3 separate regions of the Mus musculus genome follow, and all the other regions are linked to region 3. The links are chromatin contacts, called in public ChIA-PET and HiChIP or PLAC-seq maps. All regions are on one chromosome and are shown on one strand. The core of a region is the stretch at or near the end of the contact, and the rest is flanking DNA. Distances in the headings are between cores, read along the strand shown. Region 1 has its middle 13 kb from the start of Plac8. Region 2 has its middle 30 kb from the start of Coq2. Region 3 holds the start of Abraxas1 (BRCA1 A complex subunit).

Evidence for each region. ChIA-PET counts read pairs in DNA pulled down with a chosen protein or histone mark. HiChIP or PLAC-seq counts read pairs in DNA pulled down with a chosen protein or histone mark.
Region 1: an RNA polymerase II ChIA-PET map of memory CD8 T cells shows a contact between it and region 3, with 30 read pairs. The contact joins the enhancer-like site here to the promoter of Abraxas1 in region 3. A contact is called at or near these places in 3 of 39 promoter capture datasets (the C10 cell line, the HPC-7 cell line and pre-B cells), 2 of 484 Hi-C or Micro-C datasets (B cells and growing oocytes), 5 of 115 datasets of contacts at active chromatin or transcription factors (bone marrow-derived macrophages, effector CD8 T cells, memory CD8 T cells and 1 more) and 4 of 9 other capture datasets (adipose tissue, liver, macrophages and 1 more).
Region 2: an H3K4me3 HiChIP or PLAC-seq map of the 230-238 cell line shows a contact between it and region 3, with 17 read pairs. The contact joins the enhancer-like site here to the promoter of Abraxas1 in region 3. A contact is called at or near these places in 1 of 39 promoter capture datasets (macrophages), 2 of 115 datasets of contacts at active chromatin or transcription factors (the 230-238 cell line and the SCID.adh cell line) and 2 of 9 other capture datasets (liver and pancreatic islet).

The regions. Positions count from the first base shown.
Region 1 is chr5:100,583,784-100,587,490 of GRCm38.p6, forward strand. No RefSeq gene overlaps it. Among named protein-coding and RNA genes, the nearest start is that of Plac8, 13 kb to the left of the region's middle. Within about 2 kb of position 1,523, at least 98 of the 459 cell types and tissues checked have an H3K27ac peak or open chromatin away from gene starts, as enhancers often do. A contact at or near this core is called in B cells, the HPC-7 cell line, effector CD8 T cells and 2 more, where this site is marked.
Region 2 is chr5:100,642,409-100,646,086 of GRCm38.p6, forward strand. No RefSeq gene overlaps it. Among named protein-coding and RNA genes, the nearest start is that of Coq2, 30 kb to the right of the region's middle. Within about 2 kb of position 1,968, at least 148 of the 459 cell types and tissues checked have an H3K27ac peak or open chromatin away from gene starts, as enhancers often do. A contact at or near this core is called in the 230-238 cell line, the SCID.adh cell line and liver, where this site is marked.
Region 3 is chr5:100,818,866-100,822,778 of GRCm38.p6, forward strand. Abraxas1 (BRCA1 A complex subunit) reads right to left here and starts at 2,070. Exons shown (of 9, transcript NM_172405.3): 1 at 1,966-2,070. The coding sequence starts at 2,052.

The DNA of each region.
Region 1 (3,707 bases), core at 273-2,772, 240 kb before region 3:
GTCTGACAACCCCTCTCTCCAATCACTCACAAATTGTTTTTGTTTTCTGGCATCAGGAGATATCCCAGATTCATCTTGTGTTTTCCTGTTCTCACTCCAAAGGGACCTCCTCTCTGGTACCAGCATGCCTTCTCACTAGAAGGTTATTTAGAATCCAAGCTAAGGTTCCTAGAAGTGCTCACTACTGCAGGCTTAGCATTGCTTTTAGGCCCCTTTAGTATAGCTAGGAGACATGGTTAGGTATGTATGAACATGTGTTTAGGCTCAGATACACATTTATACCCATCTACTTAGGTCATAGCTTTATGGCAATGCCCCCAAAGCCAATTCAAACCATGTGACTTAACAGAAACGAGAAAGCCAGCTGAGTGAGCATAAGCCCCCACTCCCCTCTGATTCCTGTGGACCAGTGTGGACAGCCATCCTCCTCTCCCATGCCTTCCCGCCATGCTGAAGAGAGATGTAAGCCAAATAGCTTTGTGAAGCTGTTTGTGTCAGGCATTCTGTTGTAGCAGAGACACGTGGCTAATACAGACATGGCGCTTGTTTATTGTTTACCAGGTTCAGCTTTGTTGGCACTGCTTATGGAAATCTGGTTTTGTTTGAGGGTTTAAGAATGGCATGTACTACACTATGCCTTTATAGGACACATTTCTAAATAGACCCAAGATCTAAATTTGATAAAACACACACCTGGGAGAGTAGAAGAGAAATAAGTCCTGACGACAAGTTGTTTTTGTTTGGTTTGGTTTTGGTTTTATTGAGGCAGGGTTTCTCTGTGTAGCCCTGGCTGTCCTGGAACTCACTCTGTAGACCAGGCTGGCCTTGAACTCAGAGACTGACCTGCCTGTGCCTCCCGAGTGCTGGGATCAAAGTGTGCACCACCACCTATCAACTTTTTGGTTTTAACCCAGTGTTTGAGACTAAGATTTGGCTTCTCCTTCATTTTCATTTTCCCTCATTATCTCTTCTTCCTACCCTCTTCTCACTCTTCCTATAAAGTGTTCATTTTGACTCTGAAATCTGAAATCACTTTACAGGGCTGAAGTTGGATATATCACCTGAGTGTATGTGTGTGTGTTCTTTGTACTAGATTTCCTGAACAGCTCATATGACCTAGGTGTATATGCAAAGTGTGTGAGAGAGAGAGAGAGAGAGAGAGAGAGAGAGAGAGAGAGAGAGAAAGCGAGAAAGAGAGAGAACGAGAGAGAAAATGAGAGAACAAGAACACTTATATTTCAGCTTGAAAACATGTCCTAAAATTCTTTGATACGTCATTCACACAGAGGGAAGATCTACATCCTTTCTCTTGAACTTGGACTCTGTAGCTTTTTGGCCACAGAGCGTGGCAGCAGCCAGTCTGTCTTGGTCTCTGAGCCAGTCCTTATGACGCTGGAACCTTCCCTTGAAATGCTTGTTTTTTGGAGCCCAATAGCCCATTGAGAGACCTCTGTAGACAGGAACTGAAACACAGATCATAGCCATAAGCCAGACCAGCCAACGGTAAGAACCAACTTACAGGTCATATTGAAGCTATCTACACAGAATCAAAAGAAAACATCAAACCACAGTTTCCTCCCAGGGCCATACAAATTACAGGGCAAAACAAGTGGTTACCGGTTGCAGCCACCAAGTTCTGGAGGGTTTTGTTTTAAGAACTAGGTAGCTGGTAAGAGAGACGAGGGCAGACAATGTAACGTGGATATTGTTGCCAAACTCTCATTATAAGAGGAACCTGACGGGCTGGCGAGATGGCTCAGTGGGTAAGAGCACCCGACTGCTCTTCCGAAGGTCCAGAGTTCAAATCCCAGCAACCACATGGTGGCTCACAACCATCCCCAACAAGATCTGACTCCCTCTTCTAGAGTGTCTGAAGACACTCTTCTAGAGTGTCTGAAGACAGCTACAGTGTACTTACATATAATAAATAAATAAATCTTAAAAAAAAAAAAACAAACATATGTAAAAAAAAAAAAAAAAAAAATAAGAGGAACCTGACATTTGAATGTACTTCTTCTGGTTGACTCTAGTCCTTCAGGAATGATAGTCTTTTATTTCTTAAGACAGAGTCTCGCTATGTAGCTCTGGCTGGCCTGGAGCACTCTGTATGTAGACTTCACTAGCCTCAGACTCAGAAAGAACCAAGTGTCTCCTGAGCACTGGATGTATACCACTGCTCTGGGCTAGTGACTAACCATCTGAGGAGACGGCATGAGATGACAGGGAAAGTCGCCTCCATTGCTGAAGGAGCAGTGCTGGATCTGCTCTCCATCACCCTCACTCATGGTCAGTATTTACAGAGAGCGTCTTTGCATTGTCATGAATACAATTCACCCTCTGCCCCCCTCTGTCTGTCTCTCTGTCTCTCTCTGTCTCTCTGTCTCTCTATATGTCTGTCTGTCTGTAGAGCGCTAATATCCAATATATACAAAGAACTCAAGAAGATAGACTCCAGAGAACCAAATAGCCCTATTTTAAAAAATGGGGAACAGAGTTAAACAGAGAATTCTCACCTGAGGAAACTCGAAGGGCTGAGAAACACCTAAAGAAATGTTTAGCATCCTTAGTCATCAGGGAATTATAAATCAAAACAACCCTGAGATTCCACCTCACTCCAGTTAGAATGGCTAAGATGAAAAACTCAGGTGACAGCAGATGCTGGCAAGGATGTGGAGAAAGAGGAACATTCTTCCATTGCTGGTGGGATTGCAAGCTGGTGCAACAACTCTGGAAATCAGACTGGCAGTTCCTCAGAAATTTGGACATACCTGAGGACCCAGCTATACCACTCCTGGGCATATACCCAGAAGGTGTTCCAACTGGTAAGAAGGACACATGCTCCATTATGTTCATAGCAGCATTATTTATAATAGCCAGAAGCTGGAAGCAACCCAGATGTCCCTCAACAGAGGAATGGATACAGAAAATGTGGTACATTTACACAATGGAGTACTACTCAGCTATTAAAAACACTGACTTCATGAAATTTGCAGGCAAGTGGATGGAACTTGAAAATATCATCCTGAGTGAGGTGACTCAGTCACAAAGGAACAAACACGGTATGCACTCACTGATAAGTGGATATTAGCTCAAAACTTCGGAATACCCAAGATTCAATTCACAGACCATATGAAGCCTAAGAAGAAGGAAGACCAAAATATGGATGCTTCAGTGCTTTTTAGAAGGGTGAACAAGATACTCACAGGAGGAAATATGGAGACAAAGTTATTTGTTTTTAAGCCTGTATGTATGTCTGGGCACCACGTGCATGCCTAGTGCCTGCGGAGGCCAGAAGGCACCAGAAACCCCGGCTCTGGTGTTCCAGATGGTTGCTAGACACCATGTGGTTGCTGGGAATCAAATCCTAGTTCATTGGAAGAGCAACCAGTGCTCTAACAACAGAGTCACCTCTCCAGCCCTTCAGCTTTGCTTACTTTGGGTTTGACATCCATTTGGTAGCTGGGTACTGTATTCGCAGACTCTTGCTGCCTTGTGCTTTCTTTCTTGTCTCTTCCCGGGAGTGTCTCTGTATGTACTCCTGCAGATTCACAGCCTTGCAGCAATTAAAGGTGCTCAGCAAGGACAAATGATAAGAGAACAGAGTAAAGAAATGTAAGCGTGCTGGCCGGAGGCGCCACAAACCTTGTCATATTTCAGTTTCTCTTTTACTTTTTCTATTCGCACATTCAAGTATAAAATGTTTAATT
Region 2 (3,678 bases), core at 718-3,217, 180 kb before region 3:
ATAGAAAGTGAAGAAAGGGTTCTTAGTCGACATTGGCACAGAATGTAAGAGTGGCAGTCGGTGTACACCAGGCTAGGAAGGAAGTGGAGGATGCAGCTGATGCTGTGTGTGTGTGTGTGTGTGTGTGTGTGTGTGTGTGTGTGTGTGCACGTGTGCACATGTGTATGTGTGGGTAACAGAAGTTACTGGGTATTGTTCTCCAGCAGTCACCTACCTTGTTTTTAAGACAGGCTCTCTTATGTCTGGGCTGGCTGGCTGGTGAACACCAGGATCCACCGGCCTCTGCCTGCCCAGTGCTGGGGTTATAAGCACGCACCATGGTGTCTCTTTTGTTTGTTTTAAAGATTTTTCTCTGTGTGTGTGTGTGTGTGTGTGTGTGTGTGCATTGGTGTGTGTACAAGTAAGTGAGTATGGGCTCCCTCAGAGGCCAGGAGAGGGTGTCAGATGCTCTAGAGCTGGTGTCACGCATGGTTGTGAGGCACTCAGTGTGGGGGGCTGGGAACAGATCCCAGGTCCTCTGCAAGAGCAGTGTGTTCTCTTAACCAGAGAGCCACTTCTCTAGCCTTATGCAGATTTTAAAAACTGGAGGTTCTGGGGGAATCGAACTCAAGTCCTTGCACCTGCAAGGCAAGAACTTTACACACTATATACCCTTTGCTCAGTTTCTAAATAATTAGAAAAATGAATTCCTGCATGCGAGCTCTAGATTGCTTCCCTTCCTCTCTCCAAGAGACTTGAGTTGGCCAGCCGTCTTCTGGCCACGTCTCCTGTTTCTACGTAGTCTCACACATCTCTCATTTGAACTCAACAGCAAAAGCCCGGCACTGGGTCTATATACTGACAACTTACCACGGTTCTTCACATCTAGATCTTGGAAGTGCCCCTCCCTGCTCTCCATCACTTCCTGCCTAAAAGCTACCTCAATTTAGTCCTTGCTGACTGACGCCCAAGCTCAGAGGACCCTTCTCAGCCCTTGCTTCTCTCTGACACCTGCTGTGGGCTGTTCTTTCTACCCTCACTGGCTTCCTCTCTGGCTTCCAGGAACTCACTGCTCGGTTCAGTCACTAAGGCTGGGCACACTTCCAGCTCCTACATGGCTTTTCTTCCTCCTGTCAGTCACCATCTGCCCTCTCTGGTCTTCCTGCTCCATTCCATCCCTGTCCTTGGCTACTCTTAAACAAGGGTAGTCGCCAAACTCGGCTTAAATGTTTGTCTTTCTTTTATTGAATTTCTAGGCCTTTGCCATCGTTTGGATCTGGCCTGACTCCAGAGGCACTGGGGGGTGGGGAGGCGGGCAGAGAATGGGGAGATTGAAGGTGGAGAGAGTTAAGCCTACTTTGTTAGGCTCTACAAGAAGGTCGACAAGTTAGCTAGAGAGAGGTGGGCGGTAGTTGGAGCATGCTTAGGATCTTGGTCGGCATCCAAAGAAGAGATGCAGAGGTGGAAAGGGAAGGTTATGTTCTTTTGAGTTGGATCTCAGAAAAGGGGCAGCCTTCACGCTGAAGCCTGCACGCCTCCAGAGAGGGGCTCCTCTCCAAGGACCTTGTACTGTGAGCACCCTGCACTCTTTGGGGCTGTCCAGTGCTGGCAGCTGGTATTCATTGCCCGTGACGTTTCTCTTTCACTTGGCACTGGCTCAAAACAGAGTCCTCAGTGACTCTGCCCTTATCACTCCCCGCAGAGCAGATTAGTCTGTGGGTGAGAGGACAACTTGACTGGCTTTCAGTTCCCACACCTCCAGACCCATCCTCAGAGGAACTAGGACTGGATCAGCACCTGCTGCTCTCTGTGCACCCAGCTTATCATTATTTGTCTCTCCTGCCAGAGCTGTAGAACTTTGACTCTTTGCCACTATGCTTTGATATGATAAGTAAGCCACTTGCGCGGAGGACTGTCTTGTCCTAAGGTGTCGTTTTAGAACTTGACATGAATAAGCAGATTCCAGAATTGAAACTTTTCTCTTGTTTTATCTTTTGCCTGCTCTCTAGACACTTCTGTTCTCAGTTTTTCACATAAGAAGACAAAGAGAAGGGGGAGGAGGGGAGAGGAAGTTGGGGCAAAAAAACGAAAATATATTTAAAGAACAAAGGCCCCACATGCAGCTGTTCAACTTCTAAGAAGTTTCTCGTCCCTTGAATTAAATTTATCTTACTTAAAAAACACAGATTTTTAGATTTTTGCTGGGGTTAAAATACTGTGGAATTCATCAGGGTGTGGGGGCACATGCCTATAAGTCCAGCACTTCAGAGGTAGGAACAAGAGGGTCTGGAGTTCAAGGTTAGCTTCTGCTACACAGCAAATTCAAGGCCAGCTTGAGCTATCTAAGATTCTATCTTAAAACACCATAAACGCTCTCTCTCTCTCTCTCTCTCTCTCTCTCTCTCTCTCTCTCCCTCCCTCTCCCTCCCTCTCCCTCCCTCCCTCTCCCTCCCTCTCCCTCCCTCTCCCTCCCTCTCCCTCTCTCTCCCTCTCTCTCCCTCTCTCTCCCTCCTACCCTCTCTCTCTCACACACACACATGCAAAACAGACTTAATTCGAGATAGAAATTGAGCAAATCAGTGCTCTGATCCATATCGTTCCAAAGAGTGGAATGGCGCTGGCTTTCTGGGTTCCAGGGGTGGCCCATTTTGCTCAGAACTTTCCTAGTTTAGCACAGAAAGCACCAGGCAGGCCAGGATTTGTGGTCACCCTCCTGGAGGAAAAGGGGGCCCAGACACACTAGCTTGAGGAAGCCCTGAAGGTATGGGCTCGGTAGCACCAAGAGCAAGGGGGACCCAGACACTTCGGCCTTCCATGGCTCCTCAGAGCAGGGGAAACAGGAGTGAGGACATTTCTTTTTTTCACCAAGTCGAAGCTGAAGTCTAGCTTACCTTGTCCATCCCTCGGTGCCAAGCACCCAGCAAGTTCCAGCTAGAGCCTCATGCCATGCTGGCTGCTCTTCCAGAGGACCCAGGTTCGATTCCCAGCACCCACAACCATCCATAACCCCTGTCCCAATGGATCTGCTGCCCTATCCTGGCCTCTACTGGGCGCTGCACACCGCGTGCACAAGCACACATGTAGGCGACACATATACAGTGTAGGACTGAGACTCCTACCGCTGACAGTCAAACCCTTGCTCTGCTTTGCCCTTCCTTTGTGTGGTGTCTCTGTAGTAAGTAGACTTGGCCAGACTGAACTCCATTGCCCCATCTTCCAGGCCCTTGTTAGGCTGGGCCAACAGACACTCGTTGGACAAGGGCCTCTTAGTCTGTGATCCTCCTACCTCTGAGCCTGGGTAAGGAACTGGGCTTATCCACTATAACAACCCCAGTCAAAGTCTTGGCTACCAGACTTAGAATTTCTCCCAATACAGAAGGGGTAATACGGAAGGCAGACTGCTCTGTTCCTAGAGACACCATGATTTATTAGCCCTTGTCAAAGCTTTTTGTGACCCATGTCAGCTGATCGTGGTATGTCTATACCACCCTATTCTGTAAATAATATGCCACTTTGGTTCTTCATCTGTGGCTTCTTACCATATTATTATTACTTACCTTATTATTGAAATAAGGGAGTTTGCTAGGCTGTGGTAGAGCACAGCTTTAATCCCAGCACTTGGGAGACAGAGGCAAGCAGATCTCTGACTTCAAGGCCTGCCTGGTCTACAGAGTGAGTTCCAGGGCAGCCAGGGCTACA
Region 3 (3,913 bases), core at 820-3,319:
AATTCGCCTGCCTTCTGCCTCCCAAGTGCTGGGATTAAAGGCGAGCGCCACCACGCCAGGCTGAGTAGAACTGACTTTAAAGGGCTTGGTAATAGTTTGGGAAGGCAGAGAGTGAAGCACCCCTAACTCAAATGCATAAAAGTTTTAAGTCTGTTTAAGAGCTCAGCTGAGCAGTTTGTCTTGAAGCGCAAGGCTTCTGTGGACAGTTGTAACAAGAGGGTAAAGTCCCACAAGATAATCCAAATGAGCAGCCCAAGTCTGGATTTTACACATATTTCTGAGTGTCAGTGGAGGTTTCTTAGCTATGGAATGCTAAAGTGATCAATGTTTTCAGATGTAAATCTGTCTAAAAATTATTAAAAAAAAATAAAGATTTGTAATTCAGTTACATCTGCTTCCCAGTGGGTCTACTGTGTGCCTGTTTTCTTTTAAAATACAGGCAGCCTTTTGAGTTTTTGTTTTGTTTTCTCATTTCAGTGACTCAAGTTTTTTCTTTGGGTGCATTTAAAGATCAAGTGAACTCTTCTATTCATTAAAATTGGTTTATAATGCCCTGCCTCCATTTCATCAAAATAATCGAACGACCAACCAAACAAACATAGGAATGTCCCAGTCTTTTAACAGAATCAAGTGGGTAAAAATCTGCAATTGCAAATGTTCTTGATTTTGATACTCCCAATGTTAAAAACTAGGAAAAGTACCAGTCAATTCTAAGTACAATTATTCAGAAACCAACTCTAAAAACTTTAGTTGAGCTGGAGGGACGATTCAGTCATTAAGAGCAGTGGCTGCTCTTGCAAAAGAACAGGATTTAGTTCTCAGCGCCCACATCTTTATCTCCCATTAAGTTCCAGGGGATGTTATGCCCTCTTCTGGTCTACTTGGGCACTGCCCATGTGTGATCCACAGATGCTCAGTAAATGACTCTTCAAACAAACAAACAAAAGTTAAAATATCTGAGAAACTAGGGTCAAACACCAAGATGTAGTGTACAAGGGCTAATCCTATAAACTACAGACTTAGGGCAGTTTACTTATGTTCACGCTAAACATCTTCTAAAATAAGTCCCACAGATACACACACACACGTGTTTGTGTTTAGTATGAAGTTTGTGTATCATCCTCCCGTAGAGCCATGCTAATGTATCATCCCATTATGTGCTGCCCGGTGAGTACCTCGCGCATTCAAAGATGTCATTTGTTTCCCCCTGGTATTTTGATGTACTGCACATCAAAATCATTGTACACTCCTATCACTGGGACTGTGCTGAGAAGCAATTTAGGCAACGCAGATCTGACACTTAAAGCGAAGGACTCAACAGTTCAAATACCTTACTCCACACTGTTCAGTATGGTGCTCTCTGCACTGTATTCGTGCAGACCCCAAACTCATTTTAGATGTTTCTAGTTTCTTTCTTTATGTTACTAAGAACTTAATACAAGATGCTACTGCCAGACCTCAAAGTTTTACGGTAAGTTTTTAATCTACCAAAAAAAAAAAAAAAAGCCTTAAAATTTGTTTTCAATGTCACTCACGGGCTTCGAAAGGAGGCAAAGGCTTAAAAATGCATTTACACATCTGATCCTGGACAAGGTGCGTTTGTAACGGAAAGTAGCACAGAAATAGCCGGATCTTACAGCCTCATGCCAGGGTAGCCCTACAACTAGCCAGCCCCTTGCGGCTGGGTGCGGGGTCTGGCTCGCCCCTGCTCGTCCTCCCGAGCCTCGCGACGCTCACGCGCTGCGAGTAGGACCCGGCGCCGGGATCCTTCGCACAGCAGGGTAGCGAGGCAGGTAAGCTGCCCGACTTTCGTCGCCGAGCCGGAGGCCCCGGGGAACTTTCCTCCAAGCCCAAGGGCGAGCAGAGAAAAAGGGCCCGGATGAGAGCCCGGGAGGGCGCCCTGCTCCGCGAACCCACGGAGCGAGCGGGGACTGCGGGCGGGGTCGGCAGCCGCGCCCGGCTCACCGTGTCTGAGTCTGTGTTGAGATGATGGAAAGTGAGCGCGCCGAGCACGAAGCCAGACAGCACCCCCAACGTGCTCTCGCCCTCCATACTGCCGCCTCGGTCGCTGCCGCCACAGCCACTATCGCGGAGCATGACGGGAGGCTGGAGCGTAGGGGCGGGGCTTGAGCCTGCGCACCGGGAGACGCGGGTTGTAGGGAGCGCGGTGTCCTCTAGCCGGGTAGGGTGCTTCTTTCATCAGCTTGGCTGAGACACCTGCAGCATGCATGGAAAACACTGTTTATGCATAGTTTAAGGCTACTAATGGTTGTAAAAATAAGAATCGCTTAGCAATATTTTAATACCACGGATATGTCTTTTTGGGGTTTCCACTGCCCTTCATCTATTGGAACTTATGGAAGATCAATAACCAGTGGTGGGTGGGAATTATCTTCTCTAGAGTATTCCCGCTGTGTTGCGTTATTCTGTCTGTGTGTATTTGATTCTTTGGTTTGTTTGCTTGCAATTATAAAGTTATGAACTGAGTCTAGTTTAAAGACTATGTATGTTTATAACATTGTGAAAGTTCAATGATAAGCACGAACATATTGTGTTGGATCATTTGATATGACTAAAGTAAGTGAGAAGGTGAGGGATTGACATGTATTTCACACGTGTCATACACAATTTAAAAAGCCGATGGTTTTTAAATAATTGAAACTTGGCAAAGTGGCATGCTCCTGAATTGCATTAGTATTGCATGTCTCAGTTTTGTTGTGCAATAGCCAGGATTAGCTTGTCAGTGGCAACATGGAAGAAGTCACAGCTCCACTCTGTGGTCACTAATAGCTTGTGGAGTTCTCCTCCCCCTAGGAAAGGAGAATTTATAGAATACATATGTATAGTGCCGGGCGGTGGTGGCCCACGCCTTTAATCCCAGCACTCGGGAGGCAGAGGCAGGCGGATTTCTGAGTTCAAGGCCAGCCTGGTCTACAGTGAGTTCCAGGACAGCCAGGGCTACACAGAGAAACCCTGTCTCAAAAAACCAAAAAAAAAAAAAAAAAAAAGAAAAAAAAGAAAAACATATGTATAATACATATGTATTATAGAATGTGTATGTATTAATATATATTCCGTGGTACTATCATATGTATCACATATATAATTATACATAATACATGTAAAGGCCCATGGTATTTAGTTTTCATTACATGAGCTAGCCACCAGAGTTCAAGGCTGGTTGTGACAGGAGAATAAAGACAACAGTCCTAGATGACAAAGATCCTACCCAGCACGTACATTTCCCACCCTTTGACCTCGGCACCTCCCCCCCCCTTGTGAAGGAGTTCTCATGTACCCGAGTTCCCTAATATGCAAGTTTGAGGGGAGAAATAGTTTCCCACATCTCAGAATACAAAGTCTTGAATAAACCCGATTTCCTTCCACCAACTCTCATTCTCTGAATATTAGCTTTTAAGTATGGAGCAGATGACCTTGGGTGTGGTGACATTTCTGCTGAATATTAATTGCTTTTCTGTTGCTGTGATAAACCACCATGACCAAGGAACCTTACGGAAGGGACGGTTTATTTGGGCTTACACATCCAGAGGGATAGGAGCCCATCACCGTCACAGCAGGGAGCCTGGCAAGCAGCAGGCAGGCATGGTACAGCAAGCAGAGGACACCCTGAACCTCGAGAAAGATGCAGAGAGAGCAAACTAAAATTGGCACAAGTCTTTTAATTCTCAAAGCCTGCCCCCAGTGACTCCTTCAGCAAGACCACACCTCCTGAACCTATCCAAATGGTGCCACCAACCAGAAACTATTCAGATTTCTAGACTGTGTGGGCATATCTTTGAGACCATCACAGCTGTGTTCTGGGATAACACCCTCACTAGACCCTATTGCTGTCTGAAAACTACATCACCATGTTGTGACCGTACAATGGTATACAAAGCAGTAAGAAGAAGTG